2 separate regions of the Mus musculus genome follow, and region 1 is linked to region 2. The links are chromatin contacts, called in public promoter capture Hi-C maps. All regions are on one chromosome and are shown on one strand. The core of a region is the stretch at or near the end of the contact, and the rest is flanking DNA. Distances in the headings are between cores, read along the strand shown. Region 1 overlaps Clstn2 (calsyntenin 2). Region 2 overlaps Gm46149 (a long non-coding RNA gene).

Evidence for each region. Promoter capture Hi-C pulls out the DNA fragments that hold promoters and counts their contacts.
Region 1: a contact with region 2 is called in a promoter capture Hi-C map of hippocampal neurons, with 3 times the contacts expected there. The contact joins two enhancer-like sites. A contact is called at or near these places in 1 of 39 promoter capture datasets (hippocampal neurons) and 5 of 484 Hi-C or Micro-C datasets (cortical neurons, embryonic stem cells and hippocampal excitatory neurons).

The regions. Positions count from the first base shown.
Region 1 is chr9:97,448,479-97,451,549 of GRCm38.p6, reverse strand. All of the region lies in intron 17 of Clstn2 (calsyntenin 2), which reads left to right. Among named protein-coding and RNA genes, the nearest start is that of Gm25607, 10 kb to the right of the region's middle. Within about 2 kb of position 1,714, at least 9 of the 459 cell types and tissues checked have an H3K27ac peak or open chromatin away from gene starts, as enhancers often do. A contact at or near this core is called in hippocampal neurons, where this site is marked.
Region 2 is chr9:97,313,065-97,315,921 of GRCm38.p6, reverse strand. Gm46149 (a long non-coding RNA gene) reads right to left here. Exons shown (of 3, transcript XR_001779354.1): 2 at 330-575. Among named protein-coding and RNA genes, the nearest start is that of Gm46149, 3.9 kb to the right of the region's middle. Within about 2 kb of position 1,396, at least 7 of the 459 cell types and tissues checked have an H3K27ac peak or open chromatin away from gene starts, as enhancers often do. A contact at or near this core is called in hippocampal neurons, where this site is marked.

The DNA of each region.
Region 1 (3,071 bases), core at 465-2,964, 140 kb before region 2:
GCAAGGCACTAATCACACTGGCTTTTCCCAGTGTCCAGAGTATGGTATCTTGAAACCAAAGTTCCCAGATGACCTGGACACCATGGGACCCCTAGGAAGAGGTGAGCAACCAAGGAAAGGCAGATTCCGCCCCGAAGAGAATGAACTGACAGGTGTGGCCATAGATTCGTCCATTGCGTTTCTTGCCAAATGGACAACCTGGGTCTGCTCTTCAGAGCTTGAAGATAGGTGGGCTGCGAGTCTCAGGTAACTCAGAAGGTTGGGAGGAGGAGAAGCAGGAGGATGCCAGTGAGTTTCCCCAGTGGAGAAAAGCCATTAAACCCACTGAAGAAGTGTCTCAAGGAATCCTGAGTGTATTCAAGTAGATTTAAGCAAATTCTGTAAGTCTGACTAAGGCCCCAAGTCACACAGGTACAAAGGACTATGATTGCTGTGGCAGAACTTTCTGAGAACTTTATTGAATTAACCATTCATTTTGACCACTCACAGTTTAGACCAAATTTTCTGACCTTAACAAGAGAGTTTGTCTCAAGGGACACCCACCAAGTCTCCATGGAGATAACCACTGTTAGAAAAACAGCGCCCCCTTCCCGTGTACCAGAGATCAGCAAACCATCTATAGAGATCCAGAGAGGAAAGAAAGCCTTAGGGTTGTGCAGGGCCATTTGTTCTCAATGTTACTCTTCTAAACCCTGCCTGGTGCCATGGAAGCAGATTCATACAGTGCCCAAGCAAAGGAACACTCCAGTTAGTCCCGCCATCTACTTTCCAGTAAAACTAATCTATGAGACTGAAGGGAAAAAGGGGCTACTTGAATTCATTGAATTTTCATGTCATAAACTTTTTACTCTCTTATTTCTCATTTTCTACTCAAAACTTAGCCTGCTAGACATCTAGAAAGCTAGCCACTAGGCAGATCCATGTGAGGCTGACTCTCACCCTCAATACATAAAAAGCATCCATCCCTCCCCCATCCCTCTACCCCAAAGAAAACACCCAACAGCTCCCTAGTGGTCATTGCCTTGAATTGAACAGCTGGAAAACTCTGGGTTCTTTCATTAAAGCTCTCTTAGAAGTTCACAGGAGACTGGAGAAAACGCAAAAGAAACCGGTAAATGAGCAACCAAAATCCCACTTGTTATTTCTGAATTGAAGAAATCAGACAAATATTCCTAAGGGTTGGATGCCTAGACCCAGAGACCTGGGTAATCACTGAGCACAGGGGCTTCCTCCTCTGCTGTGGCAAGTGCTAACTCCCCAGGCTAAGCACCTTCCTGGCAGGGCTCAGTCCATAATGATTTCTAAGCAGGAGTGTTCATTATCTGGGACTGATTTTCATTTCAGCCCTGTTCATGTCTTCGCTCTAAAAATGATCCTAAAGACTTGTGGCTGTTCAAATCAATAGCAACACAATCAGCAGAAAGCCCTACCCAGCAACACTTCAAAATTAACAGCCTCCTTGCCTCTATGACTCAATATTAGCTGCAAAGAAAAGAGTGCTTTTTCTTAATCATCTCCCCATTTAAATTAACCAGATAGGCTTTGCAAAAAAAAGTGAGCGAATAAGTCTAACTCTTTAGAAAAGTGGGTGATGTTCACGGAACATATGGCCTCTGGAGGATCCCCAAAGCCTCCTGCAATATGCTCAGCCAGGTTCCAATGTTGCAGGCTTCTCTATCTGTGCCAGACATTTATCGAGGCTGACAAGCCAAAGCCCTTGGCACGGTTTAATTTTCATGTCACCACGTTCCGTTGTCCAGCTGGAGGCAAAGGGAATGAGCAGTGTAAGTTTCCAAGTCAACTCCAGGACCTTCACTTGCCTGTCTTTATTTGTTTTACTTTATACGTTTACCCTGTATTAGCTCCCTTCTGACACTGGTTGGAAAGGGGAAGCTGGTGTTTTCCGGGAGCTACAAATTAGGAGCTAAGCTTGACTTTGTCCCATGGTAACAAAGAGAGACAGAAGTTATCTCCATGAGCATGCCAGAGAGCGATTGCATTGAGTCACTAGGCAGATGGAAGTCTCTGTTTGCACCTATGTTCCATAAATTCAGCAAGTCCTCACCAAGCACCCGTGTGTGCTTGATTCTAAGCCAAGGAACAGGAGAGAGAGGATGAACTAGAGAGAAGCCTCCTCCGCTCTTGTAGTGTCAGAGGGTTCCACACGCAGGACTGCCGGGGGGAAAGTTTAAGATGCAGTCATCTAGTTTAAGTCAGATGGTAGGGATGATCCTAGGGATGCTGAAGGGCCTCCATGAGCAGAGAGAGCTCCAGGAAAGTGAGCAACATGCTCCGAAATTCTCCTTCGTTATCATGGCTCGGGTCATGTGTAGAGGAAAGCCTTTCCCTTTATAGAGAAATAATTTGGCTGATGGCTGAGAGTTGGTGAAGCTGAGATGGAGGTAGTCCTCAAATAGAAGCAGTAGGCAGGCAGACCAGGAAAATTATGAACAGTGGTTTAAATGGGTTCAAGAGGCTTACAGCCCCCCTGATGGCTGAGAGTTGGTGAAGCTAAGACAGAGGTAGTCCTCAAAAAGAAGGAGTAGGTAAGTAGACCAGGAAAATTATGAACAGTGCTTTAAGTGGGTCCAGGGGGCTTCCAGCCAAAGCCCAGGGTCTGGCCCGCCTGATGCAAGGTTCACACATGAAGGACTGAGCTCTGGCTGGGTGATCCGCAGGGCAGCTGCAGCCGCAGTCTCAGCAGCACTCCGGAAACTAGTAAGGCACACTCTACAAGTGAGGCTTCAGCAAGCTGCACTCTGAGAACAAAGCTTAGGAAGGCCAGGGTTTCAGCGCTGTCTCTGTGGAGGCCAGCCTGTGCTGGCACTTGGAGGAGGGAGAATGGCAAATGCCGTCACAATTCAGACACTAAGTTAGATGGGTAATGGACTGCTTCTCTTGGAAGGACAGTATCCCGTGTTGCTAAAAGTAGGAGAAAGAGAAAAAGGAAAAGAAAAGTCAAAGCTGCAGCTTCATCTACAGTGGGAATCTCATTCCTATAGTCCATATAGGTACTGGGTTCCCACCATTTTCCCTTCCTGACGTATGGCATAAGATCTATGTTGTAAGCA
Region 2 (2,857 bases), core at 147-2,646:
AGGTGAGCTGGTCCTGTCCCTCACCTGCTGCAGCACCCAGGAAGGCAGGTCCTGTACCTCACCTGGAAGCACAGTAGTGCTGGCCCTGGTGGAGGGAATGCGGGTGAGCCAACCCTGAGGGTGAGAGTGTGGAAGAGGTGGCCCGACTATTCATCTATTGGGAGGTTGGGAGGTGACGTATGTGTGATGCGATGCCCTTCCCCATCCCCCCACAACCTTAGGCAGTTGGGAGAGCTGGTCCCAAGGGCATGAGAGCCCGGAGTGTTGACCCTGTTTCCTTCTGATGGCTGTTGTGGGTGGCCGAGCCCAAGCAATGCTCGAGAGCTCACCCTGGTGGTGGAGATAAGGAAGAGCTCAGCTTCCACCCAGGCCCAGATCCAGGGCTCTGAGTTGGCCCACACCAAAATCTGTATCATCTGTGGATGGCTGTCATGGGTGAAAGGGCCAGTCCTGCAGGACCTCCACGACACATGCAGCAACAGGATAACCGGGAGGAGTTCCAATGAGGATCCAATATCGATGGTGTCACAGAAGCCAGAGATCTTGAACTAGATGTGTCTCGTTGCAATGAACATCTGCAAGTAAAGATTTGTGGACAGAGGGACAGACTGTGGGACACACTGTGACATGCTACAGCTTTTACAATGAGATATTTCCTATGCTTTGTGGTGGTGGTGGAGAGAGAGAGAGACAGAGAGAGAGAGACAGAGAGAGAGAGAGTTATTTTGGGGAGAGGTTGCAAGGGTGAAGGGTAGATACAAGAGACAGGGAGATGAGCAGGACTGGAGTGCATGATGTGCAATTCACAAAGAATCGATAAAAAGGTTTTTTTTTTAATTAAAGAAAAGAATGTTCTCAGAGCCTATTCTCACTGTAGAGGGTAAAGAAATATGGCATGTTACTACAACCTCCCATCTAACACAATGTAGCATTGATTTCATTATTGTTACTATGTTTTCTGGGGAATGTGTTGCCTTGGTTAGGGTTTAGTTATTCCCATGTTTCCCTTCCTATTTCTTATCAGATATTTCCCAAGGGGAGGTGACAACGGTTGAAATCCTGACCTTGCCTGGAGACTCGTAGAAAGCAAAACGTTCCCAGGTGGCTAGTTCACGAGCATGGCTCACTACCATCACACAGAGATGCAGCCCACATACACAGCAGCCCACATACATGACTCTATGTCCAAAACACCTTCCCAGAGCCTTTGTGGTGGTGTAGATTGAGCAATTCAGCAAGAACGGCCCCTGACTAGCCTGTGACTCTGTCCTGGGTGCTTGACTCTATTTATCAAGCCCCAGTTTTCCCATCAGTGGAGTGAGCGTCGGGCCATGCTCACTTGAGCGGCTGTTGTAGGACTCAAAGGGAAACTACTTAGGAAATAACTAGAGGAGCTCTTTCTGAGGCTGGTGGTGCCCTACTTTCCCAAGTGTTATAAGCCTGGGACTGCTGTTGAGCCCATGTATAGATCGGCAGTTGCCCTCAGAAGGCCAGGCTCTCGATGTTCATAAGAGACAACATCACAGTTAGGGGCTGTGAGGGTGAAATATAAAAAGATACAAAAACAGAAGACCATTTAATTATCATGGGAGAAGACAGTTTTGTGCGTAGGGCAGGAAAGTAGTTATCTTTCCCTATCCAAAAATATCTTCCCTACTAACCTGCCAAGATGCCTGACACTTTACCGTAACAAACTCATTCCTTTGGCTTAACTGCTGACATATCTAAGTGGTTCATAAACATTCACAGAGTAAATGAGAGCCACCAGGGCTTTACAGGAACCGCTATAGTGTTATATCAAGTAGCTGATGAGTAGCCTGAGAAATATTTCCTATCTGGAACCTCCTCCCAGCACCCAAGCAGGGGTACACAAAATCCTACCACACTGATGACATTTAAAATTCTTGCTAATTTTTTTTTGTGCTATCACTGAAATAGTTTGTGGGCCAACATCCTTGCCTCCAAACAGCCTGCTCGAATCCAGCTTTCGATTGCTGCCACAAATAGAAATGATCATGTCAGACCTTGTTCTGATGCTAGTGTTTCAGGACAGATGATGGCTCCTCCGTGTGGGATGGGGGTCCTCTAATACCACAGGCTCTTTCTAGCTGTAGCCTTCACTAATGACTTGCTCTCTCGTGCAAGCCAGCATTCCAACCATCCCATAATTAAAGCCAGCCAGGAAGCATCCCATTCCTCACCTTTCATTTTTTCTAAGAGTTGGTTGCTACCTTCCCCACATACAACAGACATCATGGTCTGTGGGAACACTCTCTCTCTCTCTCTCTCTCTCTCTCTCTCTCTCTCTCTCTCTCTCCCTCCCTCCCTCACTCTCCCTCTCTGTTTCCATCACCATTACTATGTGATTTCTGAGGGACCAGTGTGGAAAAATGTCACCTTCCCCAATGTGAGAGACAGAGCCCCAGATGCAAGGTAAAGGATAGCAGACTCTATTCTATCCTTGGATCCAGTTGAACCTAAGGATTATGTGGCATGCCTTCCTTCAGAGATGAGCCAGTTCTCCTCCCCTAATGTGTGGGGCTGAATTAATAATGCCTTGCTTCTAATGAACAGACTGGTAGAAATCAAAGTATGACGTGTCAGGGTCTGTCTTCAAGGCTTTGCTGCATCTACTTTGCCTTCTCTTGGGAGACTTGCACTAAATGAAGCCATTTGCCACAGTAGGAGACAGACAACCAGACCTGTAGAAAGGGCCACATGGTATATAACTCAGGCCACCTTCCGACAGCCAAAAGCTGAAGACATTTGCCCACAGCCATTCCATGAGCCAAAGCAGAAGTGGGGCCTCCAGCCCTCGTCATAACATCTGCTGCCACAAGGCTAATACCTTGTCTGC